5 separate regions of the Mus musculus genome follow, and all the other regions are linked to region 2. The links are chromatin contacts, called in public promoter capture Hi-C maps. All regions are on one chromosome and are shown on one strand. Each heading gives the region's core, a stretch centred on a gene start, on an enhancer-like site or on the middle of the called end of the contact. The rest is flanking DNA. Distances are from core to core; before and after follow the strand shown. Region 1 holds the start of Ppp1r12c (protein phosphatase 1, regulatory subunit 12C). Region 2 holds the start of Zfp954 (zinc finger protein 954). Region 3 holds the start of Zfp579 (zinc finger protein 579). Region 4 holds the start of Isoc2b (isochorismatase domain containing 2b). Region 5 holds the start of Tnni3 (troponin I, cardiac 3).

What was found. Promoter capture Hi-C pulls out the DNA fragments that hold promoters and counts their contacts.
Region 1: a contact with region 2 is called in a promoter capture Hi-C map of pre-B cells, with 3 times the contacts expected there. The contact joins the promoter of Ppp1r12c here to the promoter of Zfp954 in region 2. A contact is called at or near these places in 2 of 39 promoter capture datasets (cranial neural crest and pre-B cells) and 1 of 115 datasets of contacts at active chromatin or transcription factors (astrocytes).
Region 3: a contact with region 2 is called in a promoter capture Hi-C map of liver, with 4 times the contacts expected there. The contact joins the promoter of Zfp579 here to the promoter of Zfp954 in region 2. A contact is called at or near these places in 2 of 39 promoter capture datasets (liver and pre-B cells).
Region 4: a contact with region 2 is called in a promoter capture Hi-C map of pre-B cells, with 5 times the contacts expected there. The contact joins the promoter of Isoc2b here to the promoter of Zfp954 in region 2. A contact is called at or near these places in 2 of 39 promoter capture datasets (liver and pre-B cells).
Region 5: a promoter capture Hi-C map of pre-B cells shows a contact between it and region 2, with 3 times the contacts expected there. The contact joins the promoter of Tnni3 here to the promoter of Zfp954 in region 2. A contact is called at or near these places in 3 of 39 promoter capture datasets (hippocampal neurons, liver and pre-B cells).

The regions. Positions count from the first base shown.
Region 1 is chr7:4,500,389-4,503,224 of GRCm38.p6, forward strand. It overlaps Ppp1r12c (protein phosphatase 1, regulatory subunit 12C), which reads right to left and starts at 1,292. Exons shown (of 22, transcript NM_029834.3): 1 at 878-1,292. The coding sequence starts at 1,210.
Region 2 is chr7:7,120,125-7,122,824 of GRCm38.p6, forward strand. Zfp954 (zinc finger protein 954) reads right to left here and starts at 1,352. Exons shown (of 5, transcript NM_172738.3): 1 at 1,099-1,352. The coding sequence starts at 1,176.
Region 3 is chr7:4,994,668-4,997,367 of GRCm38.p6, forward strand. Zfp579 (zinc finger protein 579) reads right to left here and starts at 1,434. Exons shown (of 2, transcript NM_026741.2): 1 at 1,337-1,434; 2 at 1-245. The coding sequence starts at 243.
Region 4 is chr7:4,864,803-4,867,502 of GRCm38.p6, forward strand. It overlaps Isoc2b (isochorismatase domain containing 2b), which reads right to left and starts at 1,377. Exons shown (of 6, transcript NM_026158.2): 1 at 1,259-1,377.
Region 5 is chr7:4,521,193-4,523,892 of GRCm38.p6, forward strand. Tnni3 (troponin I, cardiac 3) reads right to left here and starts at 1,336. Exons shown (of 8, transcript NM_009406.4): 1 at 1,113-1,336; 2 at 878-890; 3 at 624-710; 4 at 153-194. The coding sequence starts at 1,123. Dnaaf3 (dynein, axonemal assembly factor 3) reads right to left here. Exons shown (of 12, transcript NM_001033548.3): 12 at 1,741-2,667. The coding sequence ends at 2,124.

The DNA.
Region 1 (2,836 bases), core at 42-2,541, 2.6 Mb before region 2:
CTGCACTGGGGAGGCAGAGGCAGAGGCAGAGGCAGGCGGATTTCTTAGTTGGAGGCCAGTCTGGTCTACAGTGAGTTCCCAGCCAGGGCTATACAGAGAAACCCTGTCTCGAAAAAAAGAAGAAGAAGGAGGAGGAGGAGGAGGAGGAGGGCAGAGACATAAGGACCTGCATTTGAGGATGGCCTGGGCTACATAGCAAGACCTTGTCTAAAGGAAAAACAACAAAACAAAAGGAAAAGTGGTCCAGCTCCTCGAAGAGCAAATGCCTACAAGTTTCCAGGAAGGCAAACAATGTAAACAGAGAAAGAGAGTTGAGGAGAAACTTCTATAAGAGGTGACAAGCTCCCCAAATTGGGGGGGGGGGGGATGAATTGATAATGTAATTAAGGACATGGGATTGTAGGTAAGAGAAAAGATTAAAAAAAAAAAAAAAAGCAAAGGATGACGCGACAGAGGAAATGCCTTTTCAAGGAAACAACGTGGTACACTGTCCTGAGGCCACAACGTACAGCACAAGTCACGGGAAGAAGAGGAAGGCACAAACAGGATGGACCTTCAAAGAAGTGACACTGAAGGACCTGGGCCTAAAGAGGGTCAAGTCAGAGTGCAGGAGAACGAAACCACAGGCCTGGGTCAGGAAAGACTTCAGCACAGTCAAACAAGTACCAGCTAGGAAAGGAGGAACCCGGCCAGCATAGGCACGGAAGTAAGCGATGCTGCAAAAAATGCACGGGAGAGAGATGACAGCACGAATGACAGAGAAGAGGCGGCCACAGAGCAGGCGGGATCCTCAGCGATGGCACAGTCGAGGGGAGGTGGATCAGGGCCGAGGAGGGAGGATGCCCGAGTGGCGAAGACGCGGGGCGGGGGCGCTGACCTGGTGCAGGGCGCTGATGCCATCCGCGTTGGTGGAGTCGAGCACGGCACGGGCAGGCGGAGGGACGGCGGGGTCGGACGCAGCGCCGGAGCCGGGACCGGGATCCGCTGCGCGCAGCATCAGGCGAGCCTCGTCCAGATCGCCCCCCGCGCAGGCCGCCAGGAACTCAGCGGCGCGCTCGAAGCGGACCGTGCGGGCTCGCCGCTCCCCGGGGCCCGGGTCGGCGCCCGCCCGAGCCCCCCACTGCCGCAGCTGCTCCTGCCGCCGCTCACGGGCGGCCGCAGCAGCCGCCGCCGCCCCCGGGCCCGCTGCCGGACCATCCTCGCCGGACATCGCGCCGGCCGCTCGCCCGCCTACTAAGCGAGCGAGCGAGCACCGGGCGACGAACAGCCGCCACCCGCCCGCCCCGGGGGCCGCCGGGAACCGCCGCGCGACAAGCACCGCCCAGAAGCTCGCCCAGCCCCCGCTCGGTATATTGACGTCACGGCGCCGACCCAAAGCCCTCTGGGTAACCGAGTCCCGCCTGAGACTTGCGTAGCTATCGCTGGGGGCAAGGGCCTAAAAAGAAGCCCCTCGTAGCGAGCTGGGAAGTGGAGTTTCTCCCCATTGAGGAGCCTTGCATAACTTGAGCAGATAGGTTAGAGAATGAGGCAGCCGGCAGGCCGGCAGAAGTGCTGGGAAATGGGTTCTACAAGCGGAAGTCTTCGCTAGACTCGCTATATATCCTGAGGCACGTTTAGAAATCCGGAGCTGGAAGGGGTCGAACGAAAAACTCAAAAGGCACGCCCTCAATCCCAGCACTTGGGAGGCAGTGAGTTCGAGGCCAGTCTGGTCTGATCCTGGTCCTGAGTTCCAGGACAGCCAGAGCTACACAGAGAAACCCTCTCTCGAAAAAACAAGCAAAAAGAGAACTGCCTAAAGGAGGACATGTCCCTAGGGAGTGCTGGGAATCTGGGTAGAGCGGCCGGACAGGCTACTGGGGCATGCTGGGAAATGTAGTGTACTTTGTAAAGTGACTACCCCAAGGCGCATGGGAAATGATAGCGGATAGCGGATCCTGAGAGATAGAAATAAATTTTGCATACTTTTTACGATTTGTTTTGAGATAGGATGGCGCTCGAACTCATTAATAATGCCCTTGAACTTCTGATCTTCCTGTCTCCATCTCCTAATTGCTGGGATTACAGGAGTCTGTTTGTTTGTGTGTGTGTGTGTGTGGGGGGGGGGTTATTTTTGTTTTGAGACAGGGTCTCAGTATGTAGCCCTGCCTGGTTTGAAGCTCACTATGCAGACAGAATGGCCTCGAACTCACAAAACTCCGCCTCCTCCTGCCTCTGGAGTGATGAAATTAAAGGAGTGCCACCATGCCGTACTTGTTTTGGTTTTGAATCTGTCCCTCTCCCATCGGCTATAAGTAAACTCGATTTGTTTTCTTTGAGACCCTCTTAGTCCTAATGACTAGAACTAAGCCTGAGAGTAGGCAATAAAAAATATTTCGAATGAATGAATGAATGGGCTCCCTAAGGCATCAGGTAGACCAAGGGCCGACGGGAAATTGAGTTCTCAAACAAGATTAAAGCTTGTCACCGCCAAACTCATCTTTTAACATGGCGATAAAGTTCCCGAGCAAAGTTCAAGGAAATCAGATAACATAGGGCAAGCTGGGAAATGTAGTCTCAAGGCCACGCCTCCAAAGGGTTCAGCTCCAGACTTCCAAATATGTCTCAGAATGCAAGGTACCTAAGAAGTCAGTTTCCAGACCAAGAACGAGCCCACGTTTTCTAGTGGTAATAATTCCCTGAGCATACCAGAAAGAGGGCCCTCAAACATGACCAAAATAACCACATACTTTTCTTCAGCCCACCTGGGGCTGCAAAAGACACTAGGAATTATAATTCAGATTGTATCATGCTCTCTGGGCCTGATTTTGTTGTTCGGTTCTTTTTTTTCCTCCCCCCA
Region 2 (2,700 bases), core at 102-2,601:
GCAGGTGGTGGTGGCTTTCATCTTTAATCCTATACAGAAAAAGCCTGTCTCAAAAAACCAAAAAAGATGTCAGGCAGTGGTGGCACGCTCCTTTAATGCCAGAACTAGGGAGGCAGAGACAGGTAGATCTTTGAGTTCAGGGCTAGGCTGATTTACAGAGAGAGTTCCAGGACAGTCAGGGCTACACAGAGAAACCCTGTCTCTATAAAAAGCCAAGGGGAAAATGAAAAAAAAAAGTTATTGGGTAAGCATGGTGTGCATCCCTTTAACTGCAACACTTGGAAGGCAAAGGAAGGCAGATCTCGGAGACTGAGGCAAGCACTGGCTACATAGGCCAGCCAGACCTGAGTTCCAGGGGGAAAAGTAGTTAACACAGCAGACTTTAGTTAAATGCTGAATGTTTTCACATAAGTAAGTAAGTAAGTAAGTAAATGAATGAATGAATAATAAAAGGGAAAGAAAGTACTACTTTAAAGTCAAACAAGCAGGAAGTGGGAGGTCCTGCCTTTAATCCAATCACTCTAAAGGATTGCAAGTTTGATTCTAGCCTCGTTTACATAGCCTCGTTTACATATGTCTCAAAAAAATTCAGATATTTGAAGACTAATCTCTCCCTCTATGGTCTACAACCCTAACTGCTGCATTAGTCCACAGCATTTACCTAAGGATTCATAGATCTCTGTCTCCATCCACATAACTTCATCCTTGCTCAATATTCCCCCGGAGATGCTTGGGAAAGTTTGAATAGATCAAGTTTCACCTCTGTTCAAATCTTCCATGGCTACCAGTCTCTCTATAAACAAAAGTCAGGTCCTTAGGGGTACTGGGCCCTTTTTCCCTCATCTAAAACGCCAGTAGAGGTCACCCCAGGGCTCTGTCTCCGAGCTCAGGCCCGCCCACAAGCCTTGGGAGGTACAGTCCAACAGGCACTGTGAGTCAGAGGGGATGGCTCTAGCGATCTAGCACACAGATGTCAAAAAACATTATTTCGTTCATCCGTACCCTACAGTCGGGGACATGAACGTCTGCCCTGTTGGCTCCTGACCCAGATCTCAGTGCTCTAGAACTCAGGTAGGTGGGCGATCACTAGGCACTCACCTGGGGCAGGGCTCCACCCGCAGCCTCCACAATCACCATCGGGCTCCAGAGGATGGTGGGGCCCTGGGAAGTCGCCATCCGCACTCGAAGCCTGGATCAGATCACACGAGCTGTCGCAAACCTCAGATCCGTCTCTGTGACGGGGGACAAACGCTTTTAACGTGCCGGCTTTCCTGCCATGGCCAAAGCAGATGACACCAGTTTTCTGTGAGCCATACTGACGGGTCCAGGAAGTTACAAAGAACCTCCAGCACGCAAAGCCAAAAGTCCCGCCCAACGGTTCTCGCCGTCGCTGAAATGCCCATTTTCATTGGCTGAGTTTCATGCAATGTTTTCTGGGCAATGTAGTTCATGCAGGAGCAAATTTCTGCGATCCGGACACAACTGCCCTGCTTGACAAGACCAAGTTTCAGTGGATTTCTTGGCACTGGCGTGGAGACTATTTTCTCCACACCGTTTTCTACCTTAGGTGAGTTAGATGTGGATTAGAAATAGTAGAGGCTGAGTCACAAGGTCAGGCTTGCTGGAACTCTTAAATTACAGAACTGCAGGCAGAGGCAGGTAGATTTCTGTGTTTTCGAAGCTGTCATAGTGTGTTCCAGGCCAGACAGGGCTACATAGTGAAACCTTGTTTTATTTGATGTCTAGAAATACAGGAGACGGGCAAAGTTGAATTTTGCATTTGAGACATTTGCCTTGTGTGAAATGATACTCGCCAGGTTCGTGGGCTAATAAATACAGAAATGGTGACCATGGAAGAGGGGAAAAGGACATGTTTGGATTGGATTCAAAGATTCCTTCACCACAGGACTCTAGATTCAGACACTTCTCACACCACTATGGAGTCGTCAGGATTAATGCTTCTATTGTGCTAAGAGAAAATTAAAGGAACATTTAGGAACATTTAGGAAGCTTTGCTGTACTCCCCCCCCCCCCCAAGACTGCTCTGGAAAATGCGAACACGGGCGTATCTGTAATCATGACAGTGTCCGCAGAAGTCCTGTTAATTTCATGCATATCGCTTCTCCACTTTCCCCTTCTGCAACTGTCCCGGTTTCCCATGGTCCACATTGTCTGAACTACAATACCCAGAAGAGATGGCTCATACACCTTTAATTCCAGCACTTGAGAGGCAGAGACAAATGGATCTTGGAGTTCAAGGCTAACTTTCTCTACAGAGCAATTTCCAGTAATACACAAGAAACCCTTTTACTAAAAGAAAAACAAGGTTGGAAGGTAGGAGCGGAGATAGGTTTTGTCTTCTGACATCTGGACAAGTCTGAAATCTGCTGCCTTAGTGTGACTGATTCTAAGCCTTAAGTAGGAATGCCTCTATTCATGAGCCTCTCAGGTCAGCTGGGTCAGCTGGGCTGCAAACTCTTGATGCAGATGAGATGGTACATGGTCCCCGGTCTACTGATGTTACAGAACCCTGGGGTCTGGATAATGAGCCCAGGCACAGGGCTGATGTCCCTGATAGCAATCCAGTCCTAGAAGGTTGTTTTTATTGTTTTTATTTTTACTCTCCTGAAGATTGTATTTCCTTTCTGTGCCAGTACTACTCCTGTAAACATGTGAACATTACTAAGATACTCCAGACTT
Region 3 (2,700 bases), core at 184-2,683, 2.1 Mb before region 2:
TTTGGGGCACAGAGGGCAGGCATGGGGCCGGAGACCCGAGTGGCTCAGCCGGTGTCGAGACAGGTAGTAAGGGAAGCGGAAGAGGCGACCACAGGTTGGGCAGGGCAGAGGCGCCCTAGGGGCTCCAGCACCCCCTCTGCCACGACCACGGCCTCGGCCACGGCCACGGCCACGGCCTCGGCCTCGGCCACGGTCACGGTGAGGTGGGCTGCCCTGGGCGGGTGGAGGGGGCTGTGGATCCATGCCTGTGGGGAAAAGGGGAAGAGGCAGGGGTGGGGAGAAGAGATGAAAGATGTGGGGTGAGGTGAAGAGGAGAGCAGAGGTACAGGGCAGGTAGATCCACAGTTCAGAAGAGGATACAGATGAAAGTCGGGAGAGGAAGGTGGTGAGGAGGCAGAAGGGGATAGACACAGGAAAGGAGAGGAGAGAGTTGTGGAGACGTAGGAAAGGGGGGCCAAGTTCAGGAGAAACACAAAGGAGAGAGATAGAGAGAAAGAAAACATAGATATCAGAGGTGGGAACGGTCAGGAAGACAGAACAAGACACATACAGAGGAGACACAGGGAGACAAAGTCAGCCAATTGATTTTGCTCTAGTGCCCTGGGGCTTGAACATTCCTGGAGGGGCTGGGAACCAGTCCACCCTTGGGGCCCAAGTAGGGTGGGATTCAAAGTCAAGAGGCCCTGGAAATAAAAAGTCCATAAGTCAGGGGCTGGGAGGGACCAGTGGGTAGCCGGGCTTAAGCCCCTGGGTCTGTGAGAGGAGAGCTGGGGTCTGGATTCCTGGGTCTGAGGGAGGAGGAATGGGGTCTGGATTCCTGGATCGGAAGGAGGAGGGCTGGGGTCTGGGCTCCTGGGTCTGAAGAAGGTCGGGGTCTGCACTCCTGGGTCTGAGGGAGGACCTGGACTCCTGGGTTTAAAGAAGGGCTGATTTCTGGATCCCTGGGTCTCAGGCAAGAAGACTGAAAGGTAGGACTCCTGGGTCTCAGATAGAACCAGATAGGCGAACTAGACTCTTGCAGGTAGACGCAGCCTCTGAGTCCGGGTGAAGGAAGAAGCTGGGTAAGGGGCCCTGACTCACAAGACAAGGGGGAGGAGTGGACTGGGAGCTGGGCTGCAGAAAATCCTCAGCGAGAAAGCTGTGGCCAGACCCCTGGCCGGGCGTGGTGTCGGGGGAGGGCGTGGAACCTGCCGGCTGTCGGGGGATCTAGGTCCAAGAGGGGGTCTATCTGTTCCGGGTAGGTGTGATCTGCAGAACTAAGGCAGCGGGTCGAGGCCTTGCAGATTGCTCTGCGCAGGGCCTGGGGCTCGCCCCAGTCTCAGGGAGCCGGTCTTACCTCCACCTCCTGCGCTCCTTTCTTCCTTCCCTGCGGCCGGGCGATCGCGGACAGTGGTGGCGGAGAGGGAGGGGGTTGAGCGTAGTGGGAGGGGTGGGGGTGGAGAAGGAGGCTGGGCTCGGTGTTACAGCCTAAGCCTTCCCCCCGGAAACCCGGTGCTTGGTCGGAGGCCAGAAGAGGAAAGACTGGCTGAGAAGCCGGAAGCGGAGGGCCAGGGACCTGGTGGGGGTGCGGGGGGGGGGGGGGCGGGAGCAGAGGAGGGAGCTGCGGCTCCTGGATCCCGGGAGGGGAAGGGGCTGAAGGCCTGTCCTTTGGACCCTCAGAGGAGGAGGAGGCTGCAAGCCTGGGAATCTGGATCCAGCTTTCCACCCCTCCTCCATTTCCCAGCAGATAACACATATTCATTCATTCTTTCAACAAACAGGCATTTATCAAGCCCTGCCGGTGCCAGGCACTGTGCTGGCTGCTGGGTCTGAAGAAGGCAGAGATGGAGATGAACGAAGCAGTGAGTGATACAGGCTTGAGAGTGAACATCAATGATACAAGGAGTGCACCTCTATGATCGAGCCTGACTCTCACTGTCCCTTGGTTGCCTGGGCAAGCAATTCTCTCTTCTCCGAGCCTCAGTTTCTCCCTTTATGGTAAGCCCCAGGATCACAACCCGACCAGTTTTATCAGAACACCTACTGTGGGCTGGCTCTGTCCTTGGTGCTGGATCGATAAAGGCAAAATTCATACTATGATGAAAAGGGACAAACAAGAGTCAGTCACAGACGGTGTGACGAGGGAAGCTCTTGTTTTGGGCAAAGTGCTGTGGAATGAAGGGGATGGAAGAGACAGTGAGCTGGCTTTCAATGGGAGTGAATGCCATTCCTCTAGTCTTCCTTGGCAACTACGTTTCTGGAACTTGGAGCTTTAATGTTTCAGCCTGCTACATGGGCCACATCTCAAAGTATATATGATGGAGAAAAAGGGCCGTTTCAGTTATCTGCCTGCATTACAGTGTTGTTTTCTTTAGGGTTAACTTCATGCCAAACATAGTTGGCAAGAGGCTGGGTAAACTGTTCCTTTTGTACGTGTCTGGGTGAGTAGAGGTTTGGAAAGCTTTGATATGCTAGTAATTCCAGGAATTTACCCTTGAGAAACCAGAAACATGCAGTATTATACTTGTGCCAGTCCATTGCGGCTGCTTTCTTTTTCTTTTTAAAAACATTTCAGGGGGCTGGTGAGATGGCTCAGTGGGTAAGAGCACCCGACTGCTCTTCCGAAGGTCGGAAGTTCAAATCCCAGCAACCACATGGTGGCTCACAACCATCCGTAACGAGATCTGACGCCCTCTTCTGGAGTGTCTGAAGACAGCTACA
Region 4 (2,700 bases), core at 127-2,626, 2.3 Mb before region 2:
TCCAACACAGACATTTAAAAAACAAAACAAAACAAAAACAAAAAAAAACCAAACAAAAACCCACAAACAAACAAACCTGCAAGGGAGGTCTCCAACACAGATAAAAAGTGCGCCAGTGAAATGAAAAGCGCAAGAACGGTATGGCAAACTCCCATCTGTGCTCCCTGAATGGCAAATGTAGATTTTTTTTTCCTTAAAAATTTCTATTTATTTATTTAGTTTCTATATGGGAGAGGGTATCCATGCCATGGGGCATATGTGGAGGTCAGAGACAAGCGAAGGAGTCATTTCTCTCTGGATCCCAAATGTGTGTGTTGATCAGATTTACTTTTAATTTTAAAAAAATATTTATTTATCTATTCCCTGTATATGAGTGCTCTGTCTACATGTATGCCTGCATGCCAGAAGAGGGCAGCAGATCCCATTACAGATGGTTGTGAGCCATTCTGGAAGAGGAGCCACTGCTCGTAACTGCTGAGCCATCTCTCCAGCCCGGACTGGGTTTATTATATGAGTGTTTGACCTGAGACTGCATAGCCACATGCATGTAGTGTCTGTGGAGGCTGGAAGAGGTAGTCGGGTCCCCTGAAACTAGATTTAAAGACGGTTGTAAACCACCGTCTGGGTGCTGAGTACCAAACCCAGGTCCTCTACAAGAGAAACCAGAGTTCTTAGCCACTGAGCCATGTCTACTCGCCCCCCCTTCTCTATTCCCCTCATAGGTTTTTAAGGCTTATGTCCCAAGGGCTGGGTTCTTGGCTTGGGAACCCATTTTTGGGAGGCACAGTGTGAAGGAAATGAGCAAGGGGGCTGGATGGAGTTCAGTGGTAGAGAGCACTTGATTTGCCTGGCTTTCATGACAGCCAGGCTCAGTTCGCCAGATTTGATCGAGATGGACTGGGGACACAGATGGGAGAGGATCCACGATGCTTTAGGGAGAGCGATACAGAGGAGCACGTAATTGTGAGAGAAGCGGGGACCACAACTCCTGGAACCAGGAATTTCAGGCTGTGTGACCCTGGGTGAGTTTCCCTTCCTCTCTGGGTCTCTTTTTTTCTCCAGGGTTAGCTCACTGGCGGGGTTGATGCAAAATTTGTCTCTAGAGAGGGTTGGGGACTCTCCCCGCGGGTCTATCCTGAGACCAAATGGAATGCCATTCCAACCCCCGAACCCGACACCCTGCAAAGCTTCCGTTTCCCGGTCTGAATGACGGGATGGTGGGTTTGCAAACAGCCAGCAAGTAACGAACCGGACTTACTCGAAGGTCCCAGGTTCGAGTTCGGGCCCCTTTTCCAAGAAGTCCCGTGACCTTTTCCCCGCTGGATTCCCACTGACCCCGTACTGGGCCTCCTTTTTGCCCTTTGTAGACACGTAGTCAGAGCCGCGGGTCTACACCCCCGCGCCGAGCCAACCAATCGGCGTTCGCCTCACTCTGTTCTACTCCATCCTGTTAATTCGATTGGTCTGAAGAAACTGGAGCAGGCGGAGAGACAGAGGGTAGGACCAATGAAAATCCACGGAGGGAGGGCCTTGGCTGAGAGCTCGGCTTCTAACCCGGAAGGAGGGTGAAGAACGACCAGAGAGCTAGAGGCTCAATCTTGGCTAGTGTAGGGTTCATGGCACCATCCACTCCATCCGGGGCGACCGGGGAGAGGTGATGCTTTCTGTAACCTAGCTCTAGGAAGGCTGAAGCACGAGTATCGCCAGTTCGAGACTAGCCGGGACTGCGTGGTGAGACCCTGTCAACCAAAACAACAGCCGGGCATGGTGGCGCAAATGTTTAGTTCCAGTAATCATCATAAACCGATGATTTAGTTAATGGTTTAGTTCCAGTACTCAGGAGGCAGAGGCAGGCATAATTCTGACTCTACAACGCGAATTCCAGAATAGCCAGTACAACACGGAAGTAAGTCCTGTCTCGAAAACCCGAAAGTCAAACTAAGAAAACAAAAGAACAAGCCTCGTAAGACATTTTCCCCCACTGCTTGCCAGTTAGCTTTTTCTCCAGGAATTCAGGACTTGTCTCCTTGGGTGGTCTATATAGAAAACTGACTCTGTACTTAGAAGTGGGGGTTAAGAGAGAGAGGATTACTTCATCCAGATATATAAACCTGGTATGGTGGCTCAGGGCCGGTAATCCCAGCGTTCTAGAAGCTGAGGCCTTGAGTTCAATGAATAAGAAAACAAAAGCTGATTACGGTGGCTTAATACCCATGACCCCAAGTACTCAGAAGTGGAGACAGGAGGATTTCTTCACCTTGAAGTTATGAGAAAAGGGCTAGGCATGGTGGCTAACGAGGACTGTAAACCCAGCACTTGGGAGGCTGAGTGTGGGTGAGGATCTTTTGGGGGAGAGATATATATATACACAGAGTTCCAGGTTAGCCTGGGCCACAGAGTGTGACACTGTCGAACAAAGAAAAAGAAATAAGGCTGGAACTGTAGCTCAGGTGGCAGAGTCCTTGCCTGGCATGAATAAAGCCTTCGCTTTAGTGCCCAGCACTGTATGCATGGGGGTGGGGTGAGGGTGGGAGAGATGGGGGATGGGATGGGACTGGGAAGGCAACCGGCAGAGGTTCAAAGTTGGTCTCCCCAGAACAGTGAACTCAAGTGCATCCTGAAACTGAGCCTCAAAAACAAAATGAGCTGAACAAAGATTAAAAACAACAAGCCAGACAGTGGTGGAGGCTCACAGTCGCC
Region 5 (2,700 bases), core at 86-2,585, 2.6 Mb before region 2:
TTTGTGTCTTTTATTCAAAACCTGCCTCGTTTCTGCCCGCGCGCACGTGGGGGGGGGGGGCGGGGGAGGCGGGGACTGACACACTCCGGAAGCGAAACCACTCCCCCAAAGCTCCGCCCACCCAAGCCCACCCACTGCGACCTCATCATCACCTTCAACTGAAGTTTTCTGGAGGCGGAGATCTTAGACTTTTTCTGCCAAGGTGATATGGAGAAAGGTCAGTGTGAGGTCCCAAAGTGGACACTGGGTGGAGCTGCAAGGCATCACGACCCACTCGAGTGCATACCCATTCGGGTCAGACATTCTTCAACCAGAACGCGGAGTCCACTGGAAGCCACGCTCCTCGGTCCCATCTACCAATCTTTGTCTCCGACTAGAGCTACGCACTGCCTATCTATTCACTGCTAACCACTACGCTCACGCCTAAACCTTGCTGTAGGCAAGTTCCCCCCAACCACAGGCCGCTGTCACCAAGCCCAACCTGAACCTTTCTGAAATTCTGCCCCACCCATAGGGCTCTGCCCATCACCCTACCACCCCTTTCCAGGGCCTTGGTCCTGCCCCCTTCTGGGTCTCAGAGGATTCTTGAACCCAGAAGCCCATCCTCTTGGACCCCGCCCCACCTTGGCGTGTGGCTCGGTGGCATAGGCTCGGTAGTTGGCAGAGGAGCGGCGTCGGACAGGAGCAGGCGCAGGCTGCGGTTCCCCAGCCTGGAATTGAAGCAGGCTACATCACTACCCAAACCCTCCCATCCAGCCCTTCCTGGATACCTCACCTCTAGCGGCAGGTTCCCCTGCCCACTGGTCCCCAGTCCTCTCCCTGCAGCACCCACTCTGGACCGAAGGTTCCCTACCCCACTTCTTAGCTCACAGCTCACCGCATCGCTGCTCCTGAAGAGAGAGAAACCGTGAAGAGGAAATCACTGATGGTGGTCCCCTGACTCTTGAACCCCAGGAGTCTGATTCCCAAATTCTTACCTCATTTCTACAGAAATCCAACCACCCTTGCCTCCTACTCTCTCAGGACAAGTATCCAACCTGGTTGCACCCTCAAGACCCACCGCACCTCTCCCTGTTGAGGTCTCCACCCCAAGGCTACGAAGATTCACATACTCATCAGCCATGATGATCTCCAGAGGCAGAGAACAGGATCGGAGATTCCTGGAGGGTCCTGGAAGGGTGTCCCTGGTGACCTTGGAGGTCTCTAGAGGTTGGGTTTCCTCTGGGCTGCTCAAGCCTCACTGAGGACACTGAGATAAGGGGCGAGGACAAAGACTAAATATACTGCTGTCTCCTCCCCTGCCCAGGATAAGCGATAACAGGGTGTGAGGGGAGCCGTGTGCAAAGCTCCAGTTGGGTCAACCAAGGTGCCCAGGATCTACACCCCTCCTCCTTTGACTCTAGCGCCCCAGCTCCCTCCTCCCTCAAACTTAGGAAAACCCGGAGCAAGGTCCCTCTTCTCTCAAATCCAAGAGTCTAGACTTCAGCTTCCCATGTTCATACCCAGAAATCCATGCCGGCCTTCTGTCCTCACACCTAGGTCCCTCACTGAACTGCAGTCTTTCTGGGACCTAGTGTGTCCTTTCTCTCCCCCACGTTTCTGTCGGTTTCAGTGGCCCTGGCATGTTTAGTTTGAAGGATCTTATCCTTCACTCCTGTGAAATTCAGCCAAGCCCACTTGCAAACCCACAATCGGGACCCATCCCTGCTGCTCCCACCCTTCTTGGCACTGGAGACCGACTGAGGACAGGACACACAGAGGTGACCCTGCGCTTTTTATTTGAATCACATTCAAGGAAGGCTATGCCCTTGTCCTTCCCAAAAGCAGCATGTCAAGAAAGGCCCAAGACAAAAGAGAGGATCTGGAGCCCAGGGTTGTCCCTTCAGCCTTCGATCCTTGTCAGGATAAGTCTCAGATAACAGTCTAGGACCCATCCCCCACCCTCACCCCTACCCCCCAAATAGTACAACCGAGAGTTCCAGGAAAGGAATTTGAAGTTCTAGTCATATCCCTGGGGTTGAGAAGGAACGCAGAGTAAAACCGCATGCAGGTGGGCTGAGCTGGTGATGTCAATCCCTGGGCCTGCTTCAGCAGTTAAAGGTGGGCTACGTGGTCCCTGGGGTTCATGTTACATGTTTTGGAGGTGCATTCACCCAGGACGTTGCCATAGCTTCCTGGAGTGGGCTTATCACTTCCGGAGGAGAGGCCAGGTCGGCTTGGGGAAGGCTGATTGCTTCTACAGGCAGGACTAGCTTAGCCTGGGGTGGGCTCATCGCCTCTAGAGGTGGGATCTGGTCAGCTTTGGATGGGCTCAACGCTTCTAGAGGAGGGGCCTGGTTGGCCTGGGGTGGACACATTGTCTCTAGAGGTGGGGCCAGGTCAGCCAGGGGTGGGCTCATCGCCTCTAGAGAGGGGGCCTGGTTAGCCTGGGGCGGACTTATCGATTCTGGGAGAGGGGCGCGGGTAGATTCCACTTTGGAGGGCGCGGGTCCAGATTCCACAGCTGAGTCTCCGCCACCCGGAGTGGAGTCCCCTAACTTGTAGAACCTCGCAAAAGTCTCCGAGGGTTTGGTTGCAGTGTGAGGGGCGAACCCAGCCACCCGCGCTATCTCTACAACGCGGTCAGAGAACGCCTTCAACTCCTTGGGCCGCAGGTCCACCAAGTACCTATGTTGGGAAACTGTGTGTGAGGAGACCTGG